Regions from separate parts of the Anas platyrhynchos genome. Here region 1 is linked to region 2. Evidence: chromatin contacts called from public Hi-C data. All regions are on one chromosome and are shown on one strand. Each heading gives the region's core, a stretch centred on a gene start, on an enhancer-like site or on the middle of the called end of the contact. The rest is flanking DNA. Distances are from core to core; before and after follow the strand shown. Region 1 overlaps ARID1B (AT-rich interaction domain 1B). Region 2 overlaps LOC140002007 (a long non-coding RNA gene).

What was found. Hi-C and Micro-C count contacts between places; a contact is called where the count stands out from the background.
Region 1: a contact with region 2 is called in a Hi-C map of subcutaneous adipose tissue, with 2.1 times the contacts expected there. The contact joins two enhancer-like sites. A contact is called at or near these places in 2 of 8 Hi-C or Micro-C datasets (liver and subcutaneous adipose tissue).

Annotation. Positions count from the first base shown.
Region 1 is chr3:56,778,554-56,785,426 of IASCAAS_PekinDuck_T2T, reverse strand. It overlaps ARID1B (AT-rich interaction domain 1B), which reads right to left. Exons shown (of 19, transcript XM_072035945.1): 12 at 4,003-4,207. Among named protein-coding and RNA genes, the nearest start is that of TMEM242, 100 kb to the left of the region's middle. Within about 2 kb of position 1,951, at least 2 of the 8 cell types and tissues checked have an H3K27ac peak or open chromatin away from gene starts, as enhancers often do.
Region 2 is chr3:56,455,803-56,462,858 of IASCAAS_PekinDuck_T2T, reverse strand. LOC140002007 (a long non-coding RNA gene) reads right to left here. Exons shown (of 3, transcript XR_011807853.1): 3 at 6,888-7,056. Among named protein-coding and RNA genes, the nearest start is that of ARID1B, 25 kb to the left of the region's middle. Within about 2 kb of position 1,883, at least 2 of the 8 cell types and tissues checked have an H3K27ac peak or open chromatin away from gene starts, as enhancers often do.

The DNA of each region.
Region 1 (6,873 bases), core at 702-3,201, 320 kb before region 2:
ACTGCCACAGCTTTTTCCTTGCAAAGCCTGAATGGCAGCACGGGCTGCTTTCAGGAAAGACCCTTGATTTACCAGAAAGACGCAGTTAAAAAAATAAATATATAAAACAGATTTCTCTTGCCAGCAATTTTTTCCCTCCAGGAAAAAAAAAAAAAAAAGAATTCAACCTCTTGAAACGCCATTAATAGGAGGCCTGACGCGCTCTCTAGGATATCCCTACCTTTTGCCAGAAGCTACAAATGTATACTCTAAAGTAAACAATGGGAAGGTTACTGAAGGTTAAGCACATTCGCATACTTCAGAGCGAGCAGCCAGCCGCCACGCTGGGAAGATAATTCACACAGCACGAGCCCCGTGCCCCAGTTTGGCCGGGCTGGGGGCCGCTGGCTGCGGCTGGGCCCCCCCGGCGGGGCGTGGGGGCACCTCGGCCTGCCCCCACGTCCTCCGACCCCTCGCCCATCCGTCTTCTGTGGGGATTCCTCGGCTGGCCTGGTGGCACGCTGCGTGGCATCACCTGCCCGCTAATAACAGCAGGTCGGTCGGCCACCCGCTGCTGAAGAGGGATGGGTTTGGTTCCAGGGGCACTCACTGAAGGGCTGCGTTGTGCTGCGTCCCCCCCGCTGTCCCTCTCCCCAGGGCCTGCTTCTCCACTGCCAGGGAAACTTTCAGTTCAGGACTTGCCACTGGATTTGTGCATTTGGGTCAAAACTATCGAATGCACATGATGGGAAGCGCATTTTGTCTTTGTACCCACTTCTGGAAAGTACTGGAGCCCCAGAAGGATGCTTACGAAGGCCCACGGTGCCTTTCTCTCCATAAAGGAGTGCCTGCACAGCAAAATAACACCCAATAGTTGGCACGGACCTTGGCACAGACACAACAACCAGGACACAGGGCCAGCAGGGGTCCTCTAATAGCTAGCCTGGCATTAGGCATCTGCTGGTGGTGTCCACCACGGTGGTACTACCTGACCCAGGCAGACCCAAGGCGTGATATCAAGGTCTCAGCCTACCACAAGCACGTCTCCAGCCTGCACAGCCTCAGAGCAGTGCAAGACACACTGCAACACCTTCAGGCCCCCACCTCTGCCTGGCAGTTTTCTGAAAGGACAGAAGAGGCTCCAACAGTACTATGGAGCCAGGACGTTTATTACAATAGGCAGCTAATCCTATCACTAATGCCTTGGCTACAGTGCCAACGCTGGCTACTCCGACTCCCTTCTTCAACTTCATATAATTGCTGACACTACCCTGAATTGCACTGTACACAGCACTAAACTATTCTCTCCTTTACATATCATTTACCTTATTAGAGTTAATGATGCAAAAACCAAAAGTGATGGGAAATCCCAAATACAAGCAAATGGACTAACACACGAACCCACAGTGCTGCATCGCAGTCCCCCAGATTTGCCTTGCACACCACAACCTTTTCCCAACCAGGTTCTTCTGCTGGGCTCTGCTTCCTATGGTTTTTGCACTGTTTCTCATGGACAAAGTACAACACGCCCCCTCTGAGACAAATCCCCCTGCTTTTTTATCAAATTACCCAAGCACTAATGCTGCCAACTGCTTCTTTGCAAATGGTGTCTGCTTCAAAGCGGTTCTGCCTGCACTGAGCTAACTGCACAACAGAGGCTAATGGTTAAAAGGAGGACCTTACGAGGCTGCTGTTCCGTGTTGTACCGGGCTCCTGCTCCCTCTGAATGCCAAAGAGTAACAGATTATCTAAAGTACATCCACAACTCTACTTCTTTTGTGCAGTTAAAATGTTAATGTTGGTATAAACCAAAGAAAAAGGAGCGAGAAAAAAAAAGCTGACTATTAAAAAGAACAGGCTTGTACTCTGCAGCATCTATACCTCAGCGGGATTTCATGTACTAAAGCTGATACACACTGGGAAAGCCTTTCTGCGTACAGAAGTGCAGTCCATTCAGTGACACGAGTTCTTTTCTAGCCAACAAAACAAACCTTGAGATCTTTGCTTGCTTCCCCCTCTTCCAGTCTCTATGTCCTGCTGTGTTTTTATCTTAGAAAAATAGTTTCAGTTCTCCTCATGGGCAGCTTCCTTGAATGTTATGATAAATTTAAACTCGGACTTTATCATTTTAATCTGTGGCATCGTGATACAAAAGGACGCTGTAAAAATGGTACGTCTGGTGTTTCTATTCCTTTGTTTCCAGTCTACGTATTTAAATAAGGATTCTTCATCTCAAAGTTCAACAGATTCACAGGAATTGTCCCCGAACAAACTGCTGAGCGCAGTGTTGGAGGGGGACGGGCAAGGGAGGAGACAGCAAAGCACAATACCCTTTCATTTTTAGTACTGCTTCTTAGTTTTAGAAAGAAATTAATTTCCTCCTGACACTCCTTAGCAAGTCTAAACAATTTCACTCCCCTTACCAGCCTTCTTGGGAATGAGAGGCAAATGCAACACTTATAATTTTTGCAGTGGGGCACACTCTGGACTTGCTATGCTCATTTCAGACTGATAAACATTTGGACTATAGGCTTCACCTCTTGTACTACGTATTTTTCTTCACATTCTGAAATTACCTTGCAAAGTCATCTTCTATATTAAATTATCAACACTGAGGTACCTGATAACTGTAGGTATTAAAGAGGAAGTGGGACTATTTAAAGTATTACACAAGGAGATGTATCTAGGAGTGTTTAACACTAAACACTGCCCCAAATCCTTAAACCAAATACCTCATGCTGAAAAAGATTTAAGCTTTATTGCCTTACCTTCTTCTGTAGTGACAAAGCACTATCATATGAAATGATCTTGTAAAGGCCAGAACTGTGTTATATGATGATAAAGGTTTTTGCAAATTTTGTGGTATCCACGATAGGAGTTTTCCAACTGGGGCGATACAGCCAGCAAAATACCTCAAGAGCTTGCTGGGTCCCCCACTCTCCACCTCCCATTTTCAGCCAGTGAACCGAAATAACACAAATTAAGTCATTAAATACTTTTCCAATATTGCCTTCTAACATACGGAACTGCTATCAACATTCCAGAATTATGCTCTCTTGGCAATAACAGAAGGCGGTCTACCTAGCAGTAAATGTGAAAGCTGGTATTAGCAAAATTATTTTGTTGCTCAGAAAAGTCTAATAACCAGCAAATGAAAGGAAAATTTTTCAGAAGTCAACTTAATAGACTAATACTTACAACACCTTTTCCTATATACTTAAAATGTCACTGCTAAAGAATTTTCCTGTGTTGAGTATCAATCATGACTATCAAATCTTGCAAGTCTCAAGTTAAATTAATTTAGAAAGAAACCACACTGTACACACAAAAAGAATGGCCCAAATCAATCAATTCATGTTCTGATTTTTCAGAGAAGATAAAAATGGTGATGCTAACAACTTATCTGACATGCAGGATTAACAACAACAGAATAGAGAGCGTGCCTCCAGACTACAATGTCTGGCCGTGGGGATACACCATACTCTCAGCTCCTTCCATCTGCCACACATTCAAGGCGAGCCACATCAGAGCAAACATCTGAGATCCACTCATTAGCCCAGCATCTGCCATCCTGCCTCCAACTGAAGTTTTACCAAGCAACAGCCACGCTGAAAATGCAGCTTCAGAGCCACAGCAATGAAGGTGCAGGCAGAAGGACCTCATCTTTAGATAAATGGAAACTCCTCCTGGTGCTGGCTGCCTCGTGTCTTACAGCACGAGCACGTCCTCGCAGAATGCTATCATTTTTACTACAACAGCTTAACTCTTTGAATCTTAGAGATATGATGGTACATGCACCTTGAGCAAAGACTAGATACATAACCGTGGATGGCTCCTCAGAGTTAAATCTGACTCAACTCAGGAGCCGGTTCAAGTTGGAAAACAAGATGCCAACAACATATTTATCCTCGCAGTTTGTCTAATATTAGCAAGACATGCTTCTAAATATAAAAACTGCAACCTAGTGAATATCTTGCGCATTTAAAAATGGTTGTGTAAGAGGCTGCAGTTTTTCCTACTTACCAGGAGATGGCGGCTGAATCTTAGGTTGTTTCTTGGTATCTCCGGTGCTGAAGACTTCTGGAGGGGGCTCCTCCCCTCGCTCGATCTTGCACTCGAAGGCAAACAGGTACTGAATGTATTGTTTTTTCAGGGAGCTGGCTGCACTGCTCGAAGTGCCAACGTTCAATGTTGTTGCCAGCTCACGCCACTTCTTGTTTTTATTAACCTAGCACAAGAAATGGCAGAATCATTGGTTTGCAGCAGACTGGTTTGTTTAAAAGTCAGGAGACAAAAGAAAAAAAAAAAGTACTTAATGTCTTGGTTTACTTTTTTTTTTTATTATTATTATTATTTTCCTCTTCTAACTAATGCTCATTACTCCCACACGAAGTAATGCATAGACAGCATTTACAGTTATAAAACCATTAAGGAACCTGCTGATAGCTACATAAAAAGCTTTGCTTGTTGAGAGTCTTCTGCATGGTGCATCTTTTAAATGCCTTGCACTCTTCCAGGGCCTGTGCTCTTCAGTTAGCAATTTATCTCCAAGCAAATGCACGCTCACTCTTGCTCTGACACCCACCCACACCCACCCCATTCTAATTAAAAAGCAGCTTCTAAAAACTAATTTAAAAAGCAATAACAGCGCTATTCTGCAATTTAAGTGTTTGAGCACCGATATGAAAAATATTTTTTCTCTCCAAACTAGCCACCAGCTGTCAGACAGTTTAGCCTGTAATTCCTGGCTCGAGTCCTTTCACTTTAGGGCATCTTGCAGGGACAGATCAATGATGCTTTAGCTAGATGAGAGGCAGAGTGAAGTGAGGCCCCTTCATTAATTAAGGCAGACTTCAAACACGCAGGACTAGCCCAGCAGTACCCTGTATTACATTGCTGACTGCACAGCTCCACTGCGAGTCTTGTTTGCAGTGCAAGGCTGAGAATATCCAAAGAATCTGCTCCTGAGTTCTTCAAACACAGCTGATCTGCAGTAACAGCTCAGTTCATTTGTCATCCTGGATGATGCCACTGGCTCACTCAGCTGTACCAGTCGTAGCAGAGTATTTTGCTGTAACACCTGATGCCCCAAAGTTCATTCAGCCAGTTGTGCAATTGCTAGGTATGATCCTAGGAGGGGAGACAGCACTGAAATAAAGGGGCGATGAACATCTGAGCATCTGAGCTGATGCTGGGGAAGAATCCTGATTCTTGCTTGCCATGATACCTTGTACTTGCCCTGAGGCCTTGTACTTGCCCTGAGGCCTGAGATTTTATGATTCCAGCTTAACTTTTCTAGTTACAATGGTTATCATTAGCCATACTGTTCTCGTGCCTTTATGCCAGCAGAAGAAATGTTTCTTACATTTCTCTCTGTGTTTAATAACATCATAATTGCTGCCAGTCAGCGAAGATATTTTGGGGATAGCATTAATAGTAGGCAGGTTGGCATGGCTGTATGAAGTGTTTTTATTTCTCTGGTAGATCCTGCAAGAACTCAGGAATTAAAGGAGAGGAGATTGTCATAAACTGCCCCTGCTGAGGCTTGAAATCCAGTTACACAGCCCTTTGTGCCTACTGACTTACAGCTAAGTGGTACGTAATGAACACATTGTATAATGCAAACAGGAACATTCGTGCCTAAATGCCCACTGTACTGGCATTTAAAAGAAGACTGCCAGCAGCTGGTCTGTTCATGTTGGGACCCCATCAGCTGCACGTATTCAGAGAACATGTACTGCTGCTGCTCAGCTACGTTCCCTGTCACTTTCTGGGCAGAATCAGGAGATGCGGAGCGTAGCAGCTGGAGCAACAACTTTTTAGAAGAACATCACTCTGATGCATTTAAATAAATCTCATCAAGCAAAGCACTTTGCCTCTCAGTAGGCCCGAACAGATAAACACGGTGATCATTCATGTGGGCATACCAGCAAAAACAGAAGCCTTTACTTTCAATGTCAATTCTTATCAGTACTGAAGCACACAAATTTGTAACTCAAGATCCTTCAAAAATCAGGCTAAGTGAACAGCATCTATTCTTTGGCAATGCATAATGTCTATCATTGCAAATTAACACTGAGTGTCTCAAAATAAAATACATTTCCATGTGATAAGCAAACATTAACAATTCTCCAGAACATCCCATGTGTCCCCCTTGCTTTATTTTTGATACCGAGTCAGGCTATGGGCGCAATCTCGCTGTACGAGGCAGAGCAGCTGCATGATACGATTTACCTGTAATAAAGTTTCTGAGCTAAAAGTAATCAAATCTTTATGATGCTGGGGGGCATGAGCTGATCACTAAAAATGTCAGGATACCATCTCTTACCCATATATAGCATTTAACAACTGGCAAGGTGAACTATATTAGGTTTCTCTGCCTTCCTCTAGTAACAGCAATAGCTAGCATTTCTGGACTTGAAGGGCCAATGATCTAATTCAGTAGTCAAGTCCTGTGTTGTGAAGTGTACCATTAAACACAGCAGTAAAAAATGGTACTAATTGATGTTGGAAGTTTCTTTCCTGAACTAACCAGATAAATCATTAAAATGTACTCTCTTTTTGATGATCTAATTTGATTTCCGTATTTTTGACTTAATATTTTATAATTAGTGTAAAATTATATATACATATATATACCATTAAATACTACACAGATATTTATCTATACACCTGTCTTTAAGACCTAGCCTTGCAAAGCACTGAACATCCACAGACATTTTTAAATCCACAGAAATTACGGGTCTCAGCATTTCACAGTAGCTTCTAGCATCTAGCCAGACTGATCCTGTAGATGCAAAACATGTTTAGTAAGCATCAGGAAAGGGCAAATAATATCAATACAAAAGCTAAGTCTGCAAATGCCGACCATTTACTCCTGCTTTCCCTTTTGAT
Region 2 (7,056 bases), core at 634-3,133:
CATCTGTCTGGAGGGTCTGCCATTATATCTGCTCTGCGTATTGCTACAGTGGAATTGAATACGCTTCAGCCTCATGCAGATGCACTGTGTCAGAAAACATCTGCTAGCTGCTGATTTTATGCATATTACAGAGACTTTATGTACTGTTAAATGGACCACTTTTTCATTCCAAACCATAATTTTCCATGTGGCATTATTTGATCTGTCCTCACTCCAACATTTGGTTTGATCAAGTCATTTCTTCCTACCCAATGTGTGTGTTGTAACTTCCTCCATGGCTCTGTATGTGTGCATGTCCTGTCTGTGAATGGAAATTACTGCAGTCCTCCTGTCATAATAATACGGTGGTAGGGCAAAGCTTGTCATTTTAATCAATATATTTTATTCCCATTAGCTTCTTTCAGCACTGAGCTTTAGTCTAGGCAACTTGGATCTGATAATGCCAACTGCTACCCAGCTACACAGCAACATACCACCATCAAATGCTCTTTTCCAGAAGTGCCAGGGGTACTGACCAGGTCACCAAGTTTAGAGGTTTAATGCAGCTGGCGAGGAAAATTTATGTGCTCCACAGAAAGCTTCCCAGAATGGAGGAGCCAGCCTGTCCCTTTGGGGACAGGGCTGTCCGAGCCCTACTATTACCACCACGGGTGTTGAGCCGCTGGGCCTCAGCAGCAGAGGGTGCAGGAGGCAGAAGCTGGGAAGGGCTCAGAAGAGGCCAGTTCCTTCTGGGGCTGGGGATATACATTGTTTTGCTTTGGTTTTATGTGCCATTTAATTTTGTGTCACCTACCCTCCACTGAGAATAATGCAAGTTGTAATGCAGCCATTTGGCATGGGACTTGGAATGAAATGATGACTCTTTCCCTGCCCTTTCCTAGGAGTTCTCCAAACAACAAATCTCTACTCAGTAGAGGACCTGTTTAATCACAATTTGGGATTAGCACATCTCTAATTACAACAAAGAAGATAGTACTTCTTTGGTAACCTTTGGTCCAGGCAATAATCGTTCTCCTTTGCCCCGGAATTTCTTGTGGTGACATTTCTAGAGGCTACAACGACAAGGATGTAAAGTTTCAGTAACACCTACCAATCACTTTTTATATATGTAACTAGCAGGAAGAGGGTCACATATTACTAGGGAAATCGTTTTGCCAGATAAAACATCACACAGTCCTTCATAGCATGCAGAGAACTCCATTGTTACATAAAAAAAAAAAAAAACCAAAAAACACCACTACATAGATTTTGCATATTTAATGATGTTGACAAATCAGAATAAATATGAAATAATAATAAACAATAAGAAAGCTCATTTATATAGCTCTTCTCATATTCAAAGTGCTTTATAAGTACTAGTTTGTTGACTAATCCTTGCAACACCCTTAAGAGGTGGACAATTATTATCCAAATGTTAGAGGTATGTAGCTATGCACAATGCAATCATTTCCACTAACTTTTTAATGATGCCTTAAGGTCTGATACATGACCTATGTGTTATATATATCCATATCCTTGCAGACCTATCTGGAGTATCATACATTGATAAATGAGCATAAAGTCAGTAATTTCTTATATAGAACCAGAATAAATATATCATTTACATGTATATAATTCTCTTAAAATCTATTTTCTTAAACAGTCAGGGAACCCAGTAGTGATGGTGGTGGGGATATTAGAGTGTAAAGCCCTAATCATATTCGTACGTGCCTGTTCGTGTGGGTTTGTGCATGATTTTGTACAAGTTAAAAAAGCTGGTTCCTATCCCAGATACTTTGCAGTACAAGTGTATGATAAGAGACAACAGATGGATACTACACTGAGACAGGGACATCACGAGGTTACAGTGAGAGGATTACAATTACGATAAGAAGTGGTGGTCATAGCGCACCAGCTGTTTAGTCATTCTCGTATAATTTTTTAGTCATCACAGTAGTGAGAGCAAGAGAATGATTTGAAGGATGCCAATGAGGTGAACAGGCAGACATTTCGTAAGGTCTTCTTCACATGTGGGTGGGAAGTGGGAAAATACCTTCATAACAAAATGGGATGAAAAGCATTTCACCTTTGTTAAAAATGAGGTGAGAGCTAAGGCTTCTAATTTATGGTATGAAATCATGGTGGATGAGACAGGGATAAACCCTGAAGAGAAAAACTGAAGTGAATTTGGGTTTGAAGTGTAAACCATAGACATGCACTGACACTGACGTGAGGTGCCAGGACTGAAATGTCAAGACAGAAGACAACAGGTGTGTTTTGATAAAGCTATTTGGTTCAGGCTATTGCAGTTCTTAAGCTGTAGGAGCATCTGTTTTTCTTTCTTTCTTTCTTTCTTTCTTTCTTTTTTTTTTTTTTTTTTTTGACAAAAATCCCATGTTTCTTAGTTATCCTGCAGGATGTTTTGAGGATGTGGACTCTAACCTCTACTTTCTGTGGCCTCCATGGCATGACCCCCAGTTCTGTGCTTTGTTTTAGCAAGAGAGCAGCTTGCGCTCTTGCCTGGTACTGAGCTAAAACCTTCACCCTGTTCGCATATGTGCCTTAAGACCCAGTTGCAACACAGAGTGAAGATTTACATACCACATTCATCTCTGATCAATGTGGTCTCCATTCTTCACTGCTCACGGTACAGCCCTCTCCAGCCCGAGGCTATGGATGCTTTGCCATGATGCCATTCTCGTCCTTTCAGACATGGTAGTTGTGCATAGCCACACTGCATACCAAGGTGTAATGTAAACATCCATGAGCCCGTTTTAAATGGGAAGCAGCCTCGCTGTGGTAGCACAGAGGTCTGTGTAGATTAATCTGTCCTTTGAAAAAGGCAGTAACCCTAATTCCTGTGTTATTTCCACTGTAAGCATTTGGGCTTTGATCAAGTGATTCATGTGCTTGATGGGAGTCTTTCCATTGCCTGCAGTGGGCTTTGGATTGGAACCATAATCCGGATGTCTCACATGCATATACATCCTTAATTAAAATTTTCTAAATTGCTGTTACATAATGAGGATCCCAAACCTCCTGTGAAGTGTTTCCAGTTAAGCCTTTAAAAAAAAATGCACTCAGTATCTTACCATCACAGTTAACATCAACTACAGCAATTTTCTAAACTCTGTATTAACAAGATGGGTGAATTATTGGTACATCAAGAACACTAAGTGAATGTCCTGACTTCTGCATGGTTGCAATTTATAAACAAAGCTGCTTTACTGTAATTTTGCTACCTTACACACATTCATATATATATATACACTCTGAAAGTTATGATCAGCTTTAAAAATAGGCTGGGAATGAAAATAATGCATCAGCCTTATATATAGCAAGTGCTTCTGCTGTAATTATATTAATTCATTTTGACAGGCATATTTTAACAAATTTATTACAGTTTGCTACACCTTTTTACCAAGGAGAGGTGCATCCTGTGACAGCTGTCCATCATTAGCCCCAGAATCTTTTTGCACTGACCTATACGAAAAAGCTGAAGGAGACCTCAATCAACCCCCCTCTGTTATGCAGGAAAAGCAGTCATTCACAATTTTAACTCATTTTATTTTTTCAGCAGGAAATACCACTCTGGTCTCATAGAAAGTGCTTTGACTTGGATTTATATGACCTGCTTTCTATTCCTGGCTCTGTCTCTGGGTGACCTTATGAAAGTCATTTTTATCTACTATTGTTTTTAAATGGGCTGAAAGATGTTTCCCAGCAGAATGGGCCAAACATAAGCACTATTTTTTTTCCATTATCCCACCGCAAAAACATGCTCCTGAAGAAGCTACACACCTCTACATCTGCCAGTCTAGTGCTTGCCTCAGGTAAGCTGCTTGCTCTCTCTCCCACCTGCTCTCTCTCTTTTTTGTTCTTTATAGCACGAGCTAGTCACAGCAGAGTGCCTAAATCTTGTTCTTAAAATATGTGTAACTTGAAAATCCTAATTACGTACACATATTTGTGCTCTGGTAGGCTGAGGTGATTTCTGAAAGCAAATACAACATGGACCAAAGCGAGCTTCCCAAAATATTTCTGGGCTTACTGTGCTGCTACACCCAGGACATGATACATATTTTTTGGAAAACTGCCTTCCCCTTTAGCAGTATAACTGTCAGACAACAGTTCATACACAGCAACACAAAGTCATAACTTGGGAGATAATCTTTTATATGCTCCTAACAATATGCTCTGAAATCCTACATTTAAAGGGATTTAAAAACACACAATACCCTAAGACATCAAATAAGCAGTGAAAGTAACATGCAGAGCCAGACGCAAAACCAGAATGAAAAAGATTTTTTATTATTCTCCTCTGTATTACCATAAATGACATGCTATATTTAATTTTACAGTGCCCCTGGACAAATCATCAAATACTTTAATAACTACACAAACATTAATATTTAAATACAAGAGATCCCCTCAGTTACTGAATAATCATAACTCTGGATTGATAGGGTACTAAATGGAAAAATCTTGTTTAGACAGTTGTAAGAGGGGGGAGGGTGTTTAATGAAACAAGTTTGATGGTCTTGTCATCATAAAACTGATAGATATTTGGCACAATTTATATCTTTGCTGAAAAGAAGTTTGAGAAATGGAACAATTGTGCTGAAGATTAATTTTCCCTTCTTCTGCTGTGAGAGCATAGTCCTTTAGGTCATTAGCAGGAATGTGTGACACAGATTGCACTTTACCCATGCAAGTCCTGTGCTGACTCTTGGAAAATGCACATTAAATAGCTGTGACTTCTACAGTTGTGGGATGCACTGCCCAGCTATCGTTATAGCTAGCTAGACTAATTCTGGGAGAGTGATGAATGTGGATTGTAGAAGAGGCAGCACACTGACTTCTGACAGTCAGTATTTGTTAGACCTGCCCACTGTCCTCAGAGATGTATGTATATTTTTTTTAATCCAGACTTTTTACTATCACTTCAGTCACTCTCCAGTTTTACCTAATAATGAAATCTCAACTATTAAAGCATGCTAAGAATAGCAAATTTTAAGATATTCCCCATCCCTCCAGCAAAACAAAAACAAAACCAAAACAAAGCAAAAAATAAAACCCAAGGATTTATAAATCAAAGTAATTCACATAAACATCTGAACCAAACGTCTGAAACTTTATTAGACTTCTGTCTCTAAATGTGGGACTGTGTTCGTGAATGTGTTTTATGTGTCATGAGGCACATCTGCTCCTAAACTAATTATAATATTTAGTCATCACTGGACAAAGGCTAGTCACTTGTTTGTATCACATTGTGCTTGAACGCCACAGCACTTGTGGCTAAATGAAATGTTCTGGGTTGGATAGCAGGCTGTACGCACTGTTTCAGCAGAGCCCATCTCTGCAACTCACCTTAATACTTCCTTTTCCATTTTGGGGCACTTGTTCAGATTCCACACTTCTCAGAACTGGATTCCCCTCTTCTCCTCTGCGTTTGAGCTCCATGGAGATAATATAGCTCTGGCTATGTTATGTTTCTTGGACTCTTCTCAACTGGGCAATACCCCTTTGAGGAAAGTGCTGGGGAAGACACTCCAGCTTTCAGGGAACAGGGAGAGGGGAGGGGAACCAGCACAGAAACATGAGGCCTCTGAGTAACAGGTTGTGGCCTGTGGGCCGATAGATCCTGGAAGCAGTACCATTAAAGCGCTCTTCCAGATGTGGAGAGCTGACAAACAATGATGAAGGCTGCACCAAAGCAACTTACAATGAACTAATTAAATAGCTTGCTCTCTGTAATAAAGGAAGCCTGGAAGAATACAGAGCTGTCTCTGAATTACCTACCCAGTGCCTTGCTTCTCTTTTATGCTAAGTATCTACTGTGGTAGGAAAGGTAAACAGAAGGAAATGAGAGTCAAAACTAAAATACCAGGACTGATGGCAGTTTCCATGCTAGGAAAAAAAGTGTGTTGTCTCCACATCCTAGCGATAAACAAAATACTACAGAAACTCCAACGCTACAGACCTGGAATTAGTGCTAAAGCGGAGCAAAGAAGGTTAAAACAGCATAAGAAGTTAGCATAAACACTGCTGCGTAGAACTGAGCAAATCTTTAAATTTTAAATTTTAAATTTTAAATTTTAAAGTAGTTAATTCTTTGTCTTGGTTTTATATGCTTAATCATAATTTACCATTAATTCTTGTAACTGCATTTATTTTTTTCCCTTTCTCTTGTTATAGACCAAGAATAGATTGGAACTGAGTTCTGAGCTATAAGAAAAGGGCTGGTGATTACTGGCTGAGACTTACTCTCGGCCAGGGCTGCCTCCACCTCTGCTGCTACAGTAGTAATGCGTTCTCCCTGGAGAGGACAGATTTAGCCACTGAGTGCAACCTCTTTTTCAGGAGAAGCAAATGTAAAGAGACAGCAGTTTCTAGCAATAAAATAAAAATAAATAATAAAAAAAAGAACAACATAAAACATTTCTCTCCCACTCAGTTCTTTCAGCTTTTCTTGAAATGCACAACCTATGCCCATTTATGAGATTTTGAGCTGTTCATGATTACCTGTAGTGCTTGGGAGAAAAGCTGATTTTGCACTTACATGTGAACAGGAAGAAAAGATGTTTTTGCCTTTTTACTTTACTCCAAAAATCTACCAGAAGCATGCCTAGAAATTAGAACGATGGTCTTGTAGTTAAATCTAATTTGAACACATTGAAACATTGATGAGGAATGAAATTCTACAAAACTGTATTTTTCCATGATAAAATTGTGAATGCAGTGTACTAGAATGGGTAAATGAACTCCACAAATTGCAGTGTGTTCTGTCCCTTCCCCTGTGTGTGCATAGCTGTTTATATTTTTGTACCAACAGACAGCAAAAGAATGTTGCTGAAAGAGGATCTTTTAGTGATGCCTTTCAATTTATTGGTAAAGTTTTTTGAGATGCACAAACATTTCTCTTGTGGCAAAGCATCTTTCCAAGAAATCTTCAAAGCCAAGCTGAAGGCTTGAGTGGTTTTTCTGTATCACTGAACTGTGCTAATTGTTTCCTATTCCTTGACATAAACAGAGATAACTATTTTGTGAAACGGGGGTTAGACATAGTCCCAAGGT